Linked DNA regions of Capsicum annuum: region 1 is linked to region 2. A link is a contact called in public Hi-C data. All regions are on one chromosome and are shown on one strand. Each heading gives the region's core, a stretch centred on a gene start, on an enhancer-like site or on the middle of the called end of the contact. The rest is flanking DNA. Distances are from core to core; before and after follow the strand shown.

Evidence for each region. A called contact is a pair of places that touch in the nucleus more often than the background predicts.
Region 1: a Hi-C map of leaf shows a contact between it and region 2, with 1.6 times the contacts expected there. The contact joins the enhancer-like site here to the promoter of LOC107843179 in region 2. A contact is called at or near these places in 3 of 5 Hi-C or Micro-C datasets (bud, leaf and placenta).

Annotation. Positions count from the first base shown.
Region 1 is chr1:196,430,250-196,434,059 of UCD10Xv1.1, reverse strand. LOC107843187 reads left to right here. Exons shown (of 7, transcript XR_007047176.1): 6 at 1-174; 7 at 729-2,852. Among protein-coding and RNA genes, the nearest start is that of LOC124888607, 4.2 kb to the right of the region's middle. Within about 2 kb of position 2,464, at least 2 of the 5 cell types and tissues checked have an H3K27ac peak or open chromatin away from gene starts, as enhancers often do. A contact at or near this core is called in leaf, where this site is marked.
Region 2 is chr1:196,392,083-196,395,661 of UCD10Xv1.1, reverse strand. It overlaps LOC107843179, which reads left to right and starts at 1,459. Exons shown (of 1, transcript XM_016687383.2): 1 at 1,459-2,895. The coding sequence starts at 2,138. The coding sequence ends at 2,560. TRNAS-GCU (a tRNA gene) reads right to left here and starts at 3,413; the gene lies at 3,332-3,413.

The sequences.
Region 1 (3,810 bases), core at 1,215-3,714, 37 kb before region 2:
CGTATCGTGGTTAATTTTGAAGTTTATGAAGAACCATTTGGGGAAGCACGTAGCCTACTTTCGCGTTTTTGTGAAATTTTAGCGTGTGATTGCTCTTTATTTCAAATCAACTTTGAGAAATGGTCGATTTTACCTATGACATACTTCAACCGCATCTTCGAACATACTATAAAGGTATAAGCTCTAAATTTTGATGACTATACCACTGGTTAATTTTGTATTTGAATTTTATATTTACATGTAGTAGAAAAGCTAAGCAATATTTTTATTTTGAAGCCCAAATTCTTCTTTGACATAGTCGAATCAGTTGCTCGATGACATGTTTCTTTATCTATTGGAAAAAAATGGGCTGCAAATAAGATTAACATGTGAAATGAAGTTGATGATCCACTTAAAAGTAAATCTCAGATTATGGATAAGGTGCCGGATGGGATCCCACCAGATCAATAGATTTCTTTTATTGAATACAATTTTAAAGAATTAACAAAGGTATTTATGTAAATGAATTTCTTTATAGTTGTATAATTATTTTTTCTAATTGAGGTTTAAATATATTTTTATATGAAAACGCGTCAAAGGAACCGATAAATCGAAATAAACAGACAATTCCACACACTGTTGGCTCCAAAGCCAATGCTACAAGAAGGGCTGAAATAGTGAATGAATTAACATAGAATGTAATTATTCCTAAGTAGTAAATTATTTTTATTATGTTTTTAAATTTATAGATGGACGAAACTGGACAATGGCCTGGACGAGCACAAATGTACATTACTACTCATAAGAGTCAAGATGGAGTATATGTTAATGAAGCGGCAAAAGAAATATGTGTGAGTTATACTTATGTGCCATAGACTCTTATCGAGCAATCAACCGCGGTATGCCAAATGAATTTCTATTATTAATTTATTTTGACAATAAATTTTCCATATGTAGGAAAAAATTGAGTCAACTTTGAGTCAAAGCACCATAGATGAGTCTCAAGTTTTTTCAAATGATGTCATTAGTAAGGTGCTAGGGCCAGACCACTCTAGATGGGTGAGATGCTTGGGATTAGGAGTTGTTCCTAGTAGAGTGTTTAAATAAGATAGACCTCATTTTGGTGGTACAAGTGCTTCAAGTAGTGGAGGTTCTTGTTCGTTCCAATGTCGAGAAAACTTGGCTCAAATAATGAATTCTCACAATCAAATAATGAGTGCTTTGAAGGCGTATATGATAATGAAAAAAGGAACGATACTGAAATAATTTGTGGGGCTCTTTGATTCTCCTTCAATGGCTTCTCCCACGGCAGTAAGTAAAGTTCTCTTTACTTTTTTTTAGTTGGATCGGTTGTGAAAATTTTCTCTAATTTTATGTTGTTTTTGAGTTGGTGTGCTGCAACTTTTCTTGATCATATTGGAAGTTTTTCTTGTGTTGTTTTCTGGGTTGTTGTGTTCAGTATCCTTTGCTATAGCAGAGTGGTTCTTTGAAAAAAATAGTATCTTCCTTTTGATAACTTCTTGAGTTGTATTGACAAAACAAAATCAATCCGTCAAAAGTGGCTATCTCATTTCATGTGCATAACATTTTTGTTACAACTTTGGAGAGTATGAGCATAGCTTGTGGTTGCTGGTTGTGTTAGATGGCTTATTATGTTGACTGTAAATATTTTTGTCATTTAGTATAAACATGCTATGTTAATGTTGTCGTGTACAACTAGAGGTGTTTACACCTACCAGTACGTAGACCCTCTCTGTTTTATGTCAAATTATAGTCGTTGCTGCCTTTTTAATTCTGGTGTGTTTCCTGATAGTTTTAATTTTAGCCTTGTAGGGGGTGCCTGTTGCTAGCTCAATTAATTCTTTTCATGATAGTTTCTTTTGTCTGTAGCTCAATAGATCAATTGTCTGAGCTTCGTCTTGAAGGGGTAGGTGTTGGGGAAGTTTTAAGGAGAGTATCTTTTGATGTTACATCTGGAACAAAGAGTGGAAATGGAAATGAGGAAGTGCTTCTTAAGCTACTGCATGTGGTTCTTGAAGGGAAGGATGAGAAGGCAAGGCGAGAGATGAAAGGCTTAGTATTGAAAATGTTGCATGAGAATTCATCTCATAATGACTTGAGGAAGGAGTCACTGTATTCAGCTTGAATGCATGTCTGCAATTGCTCCGCCACTATTTTTTACGGGCAGCAGATGCAGACATGATGGATGTAAATCAGATTGCACGACAGGCTGATAATCTGCATTGGATTTTGTATATTTTGATTGATAGACAGATAGCTGAAGATTTTTTGAGGACTTGGGCTTCTCAGTCTGAATTATCTGAGGCACATCCGAAGGAAGGTGCCAGCACTTCATAGGTATGAGGTTAGTAGAGTCACGGCTAGACTATTTGTTGTATAGGTAAAGGGCAATTACTAGATTCCAAAGATGTTAGGTGCTCTCTTTTGCAGACGTGATTAGTGCCATTCTATGAGGATTTTGGATGGATGAGGAGGGCATCAAGAGGTTTCCTACTTTAAGGTTTCTTCTGATCCATGTAGAGCTCTCCTGTCTGTGACTGAATTTCCTGAATTAGTGATTTTATCACAAAGGGTCATCCTACTTAAGAGTTGTGCGGCTTCCTAAGTTGCAGGGATAATCCATATGTTCAGTTTTACTGGACATGAAAAAACACAATTTAAGCAAGGTAACAAAGTTCAGGCAATTTGGAGATAAGGATGATTGTTAATATATAAGACCAAGCTAAATTGTTATTGATTTCGTGATGGCAATGCCAAGGATTGCAGCAACATGGTGAATTGTATATTGTTGTAAGTTCAGAAGAAAGACTGATCATTTTGCTTTTCTGGTTTCTAATGAAATTCATTGTCTATGCCCTTTGTGGTCCAGTTTGGTTAGGATTAGATGCACTGTTTTTCCCTCGTGTGAATACTTCAGCAACATATTAAACTGTGAAAGATTTTTGAAAAGTGATTTGAACTTTTATATTTTATTTAAAATTTTTGCAATAAACAAAATTATTTAATTTTAAATAATCAAATATTATATATGCGAAGGCATGTGAGGTTAAACTAGTATATATTACAAGTGCGAATATCTTTTGAGAAGTTATTTGAACTTTTTGTCTTTTATTAAAAAAACTAATAAAAAAAAATTTTCACTATTTTTTTTAATTTTAATTTTAAATAATCAAATGTTACACGTGCGAAGACATGTGAGGTTAGACTAGTATATATATATATATATATATATATTACAAGTGCGAAGATCTTTAGAAAAGTTATTTGAACTTTTTGTACTTTATTAAAAAACTAATAAAATTATTTTTTCACTATTTTTTTCAATTTATTATTTAATTATTTTTTATTTATATTAACTAAACTCCAAAAATATATGGAATTCCTAAAATGTATGGAAGGAGAATCTATTAATAATTTTTTTATACTGGTTAATTAGAAAAATACTCCTAAAATAGGACTATATTAAGAAAATACTTCTATAAATATTGAAATGCACGTTAAATTAGAGAAATCGATTTACCTATTGGGAGAAGATTGATGTTCATCTAACTTGATTCGGTTGTATGTCTAGATTGGTGGATGCTTGATTTTCTAACCCTTAACTTCTTTATTGTTTTTTGTCAACATAATAGAATTCAACGTGTGTTTGTGATCAACGTGTTTTTTGTTTTCATTAAAGTCATTCTTTAGGGTAAAAATTTTTGTTCAGAGAAGAATTATTTTCATCAAAATCGAAGTTTTGTGATCATAGTATTACTGTTTTGTTGTAATTTACAAATTGTAGATGAATGTAAGTTGGTTTTGAAGAAT
Region 2 (3,579 bases), core at 210-2,709:
ATTCTTTAAACGGCTACATTGTGGATGTTATTGTGTGCAACAAAATTTTATAAACGACTATATGCTATTGTGTGCAATTGTGTTATGACTTGAGAAGATAGATTTGTTAGAGTTACAAAATCCTAAATCTAATAGAAATCTAATAGGAAAGAGATCTTTTCCTACTAGGAAAACTATTGGTTCGAATTAGAGAATAAACATAGTAGAAATCTAATAGAAAAGAGATTTTTTTCTACTAGGAAAACTGTTGGTTCGAAATCGAGAGGGCGTCATGCGGAAGCTTAAAGTTTGCAAACTGAGACGGTGATAATTCAAATAACAATGAAAAACAAATACTAAAAATATATTATTAAAGTTTGCAAATTGAGACGGTGATAATTCAGATAACAATGAAAAAAAAATAGTAAAAATATATTATTAATATGGTTTGGTCAAACGACCTACATATTAAAAATAATATTGAAAAAACTTAAAACCTATTGAAAAAGGATAAAAAATATGTTGTGAAAAATCTCCTCCTAAACAATACTCTTTGATGAATCAATTGTTTGTAGATGCTATTGTGTTATGATATGAGAAGGGGTCTTTACAAAACTTTTCCTTCAAGAAAGAGGTTAGTCAAATATGAAAAAATTTTATATTTTTCTTTAAGGAAAAGTAAAAGTATTTATGGTTACTTTTATTTTCCTGTAAAAACTTAATTTTAGTAAGAAAATTAGGCAAAAATCCTAACAAAAACTTTTCCACTAAGAAATTCGAAAGTAAAAACACATTTACGATAGAATCCACGTAAGGTAGAAAAATTAGGACAAATCCTACCAAATTGTTGTGTCAAATGAGACGAATTGAGCTGAATTTGAACTACTTAAGATGATCTCAGTTAATAATAAGTAGACGGATCATTGACACATTCCAGATTTTTTTAGGCTAAAATATGTTAAGATACGGGTCATAACTTAATTCGGCCGGTTCTTACTAGATTTTAATTATTTTATTTATTTTTTATATATAAATTTTTAATACCTAATAAAGTTATTCATTTTTCTTTATTAAGACTATATATAACATATGAAATAAAATAATATTTTTTAAGAGATTTCTCATTAGCCAAATTAGATTATATATCGAATCGAACAATTGATTTTAGATTTGATTTTGCCACCCCTACTTAACACCTATTATTTCATATCTTCTTCCATTAATATTAAAGATACGAATGCATTAGACTAAAGCGAATATATATATATTTTTTATTTTTTAATCTGATATTCGATATTTGCATTGGAGTACTAATTTGGATTCGCGTTGTGTAGGGTCCCATTTGGGGAGAAGCATTTCTTACCAAGATTTTTTCATATTCAGAGCTTAAATTCAAAATTTTTAATTAAGGGAGGAGTAATTCCATCCGCTGCACCACGGTGACCGGAGCGAATATATGCCGGAAGAAAAGTGAGTTCGAAACTTTGAGAGCATTTAACTAACATTTGGATAAAATAATAAAAATCCAGGGGTCGAAACTTGATGTTGAATAATAGTATGTAGTAGCATTTAGAATATCAAATTGTGCTTGAATATAAACTTTACTCAAAATAAAATTAAAAATTACCCCAAACTAATATTTGCGGGACAAAAGATAGCATTTGATTATGGACCGATTCTTTTTAAAAATAAAGATTAACCAATGAGTTTCAAATTTAGAAAGGTAGTTTTGCCCATTTTTTTCCACAGAATTATTTACAACTCACAAAATTTCCATTTTTTAAAAATTTAATATGATCAAATACAATTCAATTTCGAATATATTTTCTTAAACACTTTTCTTTTTTTAAATAGTAGTTGATCCATTCTTTTCACGTCATTTTCATACAAAAAATATTTCCTCATATACTATAATAGTAATAATAATAATAAAAAGAAATAGGAAAATCAATGGAGAAAACCACGTGCCATAAAATGATAAACTCTTGGTCTAATGACAAGATATGCACCGACTGTTTATATTCTCCAAAAAAATAATGTTAGCGTAGTTTTTACATTCTAATTAATTAAACATATTAGTAGCAAATTCCCTAGCCTCATATAATCCCATATCATTTCAACAATTTCTCAAAATACTTGAAAAATAAAAACATAAAAAATGGCAGTTGTGATAATCGATGGATCAACAGTTCGAGACTTTGTTTACAACGAAGAAGCATTCACAAAGGCAATAGATAAAGGATTTACCGATTTAGACCTCAATAACGACGGCGTTTTATCCCGATCGGAGCTTCGTAAAGCGTTCGAGTCTCTCCGGCTCATCGAATCTCACTTCGGCGTCGACGTCGCTGCTACGCCGGAGGAACTCACTAACCTCTACGATTCGATATTCGAGAAATTCGATTGCGATCACAACGGTACGGTGGATAGGGAGGAGTTTGGGAATGAGATGAGGAAAATTATGCTGGCGATTGCTGATGGACTTGGTACTTCGCCCATTCAAATGGCGCTTGATGATAGTGACCAGAGTTTGATTAAGCAAGCTGCTGATCTCGAAGCTTCTAAGCTTCATGCTGCCTAGTATATGTACTTGACTGCTCTATATTTGTTTATCAATAAGTCCGTGGGAGCTCGTGACTCAAACTCACAACCTTAGCTTGAAGTGAAAGTGAGGATTTTTTTATTTTTTTTGTGGGTGTGTTTTTCAACTTTCAAGCTCTTTGTTTCTTACCATAATATTACGAAGTCTTTTAAAGACGAGTATGCCGCCGTCATTTTCATGGTTGTAAAGGGAAAACATTTCATTTTGAAAATTGTGAACTTCCTATTCTGCAAAAAGAAGTGGGATTACACTAGGTACAAGGTACCTTCTTGTTTGTGGAAAATTTCAGTAGCTTAATTGGTTGATTGTCCGAATTTTCATTGTTGATTAGTGATTGGTGTTCGATTTTCCGCTTTATAAATTGAATTTCAAAACAAGTTTTTGATTCCAAAGTAGTAGTTTATCAGCAAAAATGGAACATAGGCACTAATGACAGATCTGGTTCGAGGTGGAATTGTGTATTGGAACTTCGGAAGATGCAACAAATTCAAATTTTTAGTAGAAACATAAGAGCTATGGAATAAGCTAGAAATAATCTGTCTAAACCAAGAGAAGATACATTAAAATAAAGTCGTTTAAATGAATACATGAAAAGCTAATAAATTGAACAAAAATCATTAAAATAAAGTTGTTTGAATGAATACACGACTAGCTAATAAACTGAACAAAAATCATTAACATATTCACATGCGTATCAGCATTAATTTTTCTGAAACGAAAGAGAGAAAGGAAGGAAGCAAAAATAACGAACGTCGCCTGAGAGATTCGAACTCTCGCGGGGAAACCCCATGTACTTAGCAGGCACACGCCTTAACCACTCGGCCAAAGCGACCGTTGATACCCATACCTCATATATTATCTTATATATAAAACAAATAACCACAAAAACCATTCACCATTCACCACCACCTATTTCCAATGACCATTCATTTTAATTAAGACTGCTTCAAATTTTATATTCAGGAGGACTTTGTTATTCGTGTTTCGTTATAGTACTA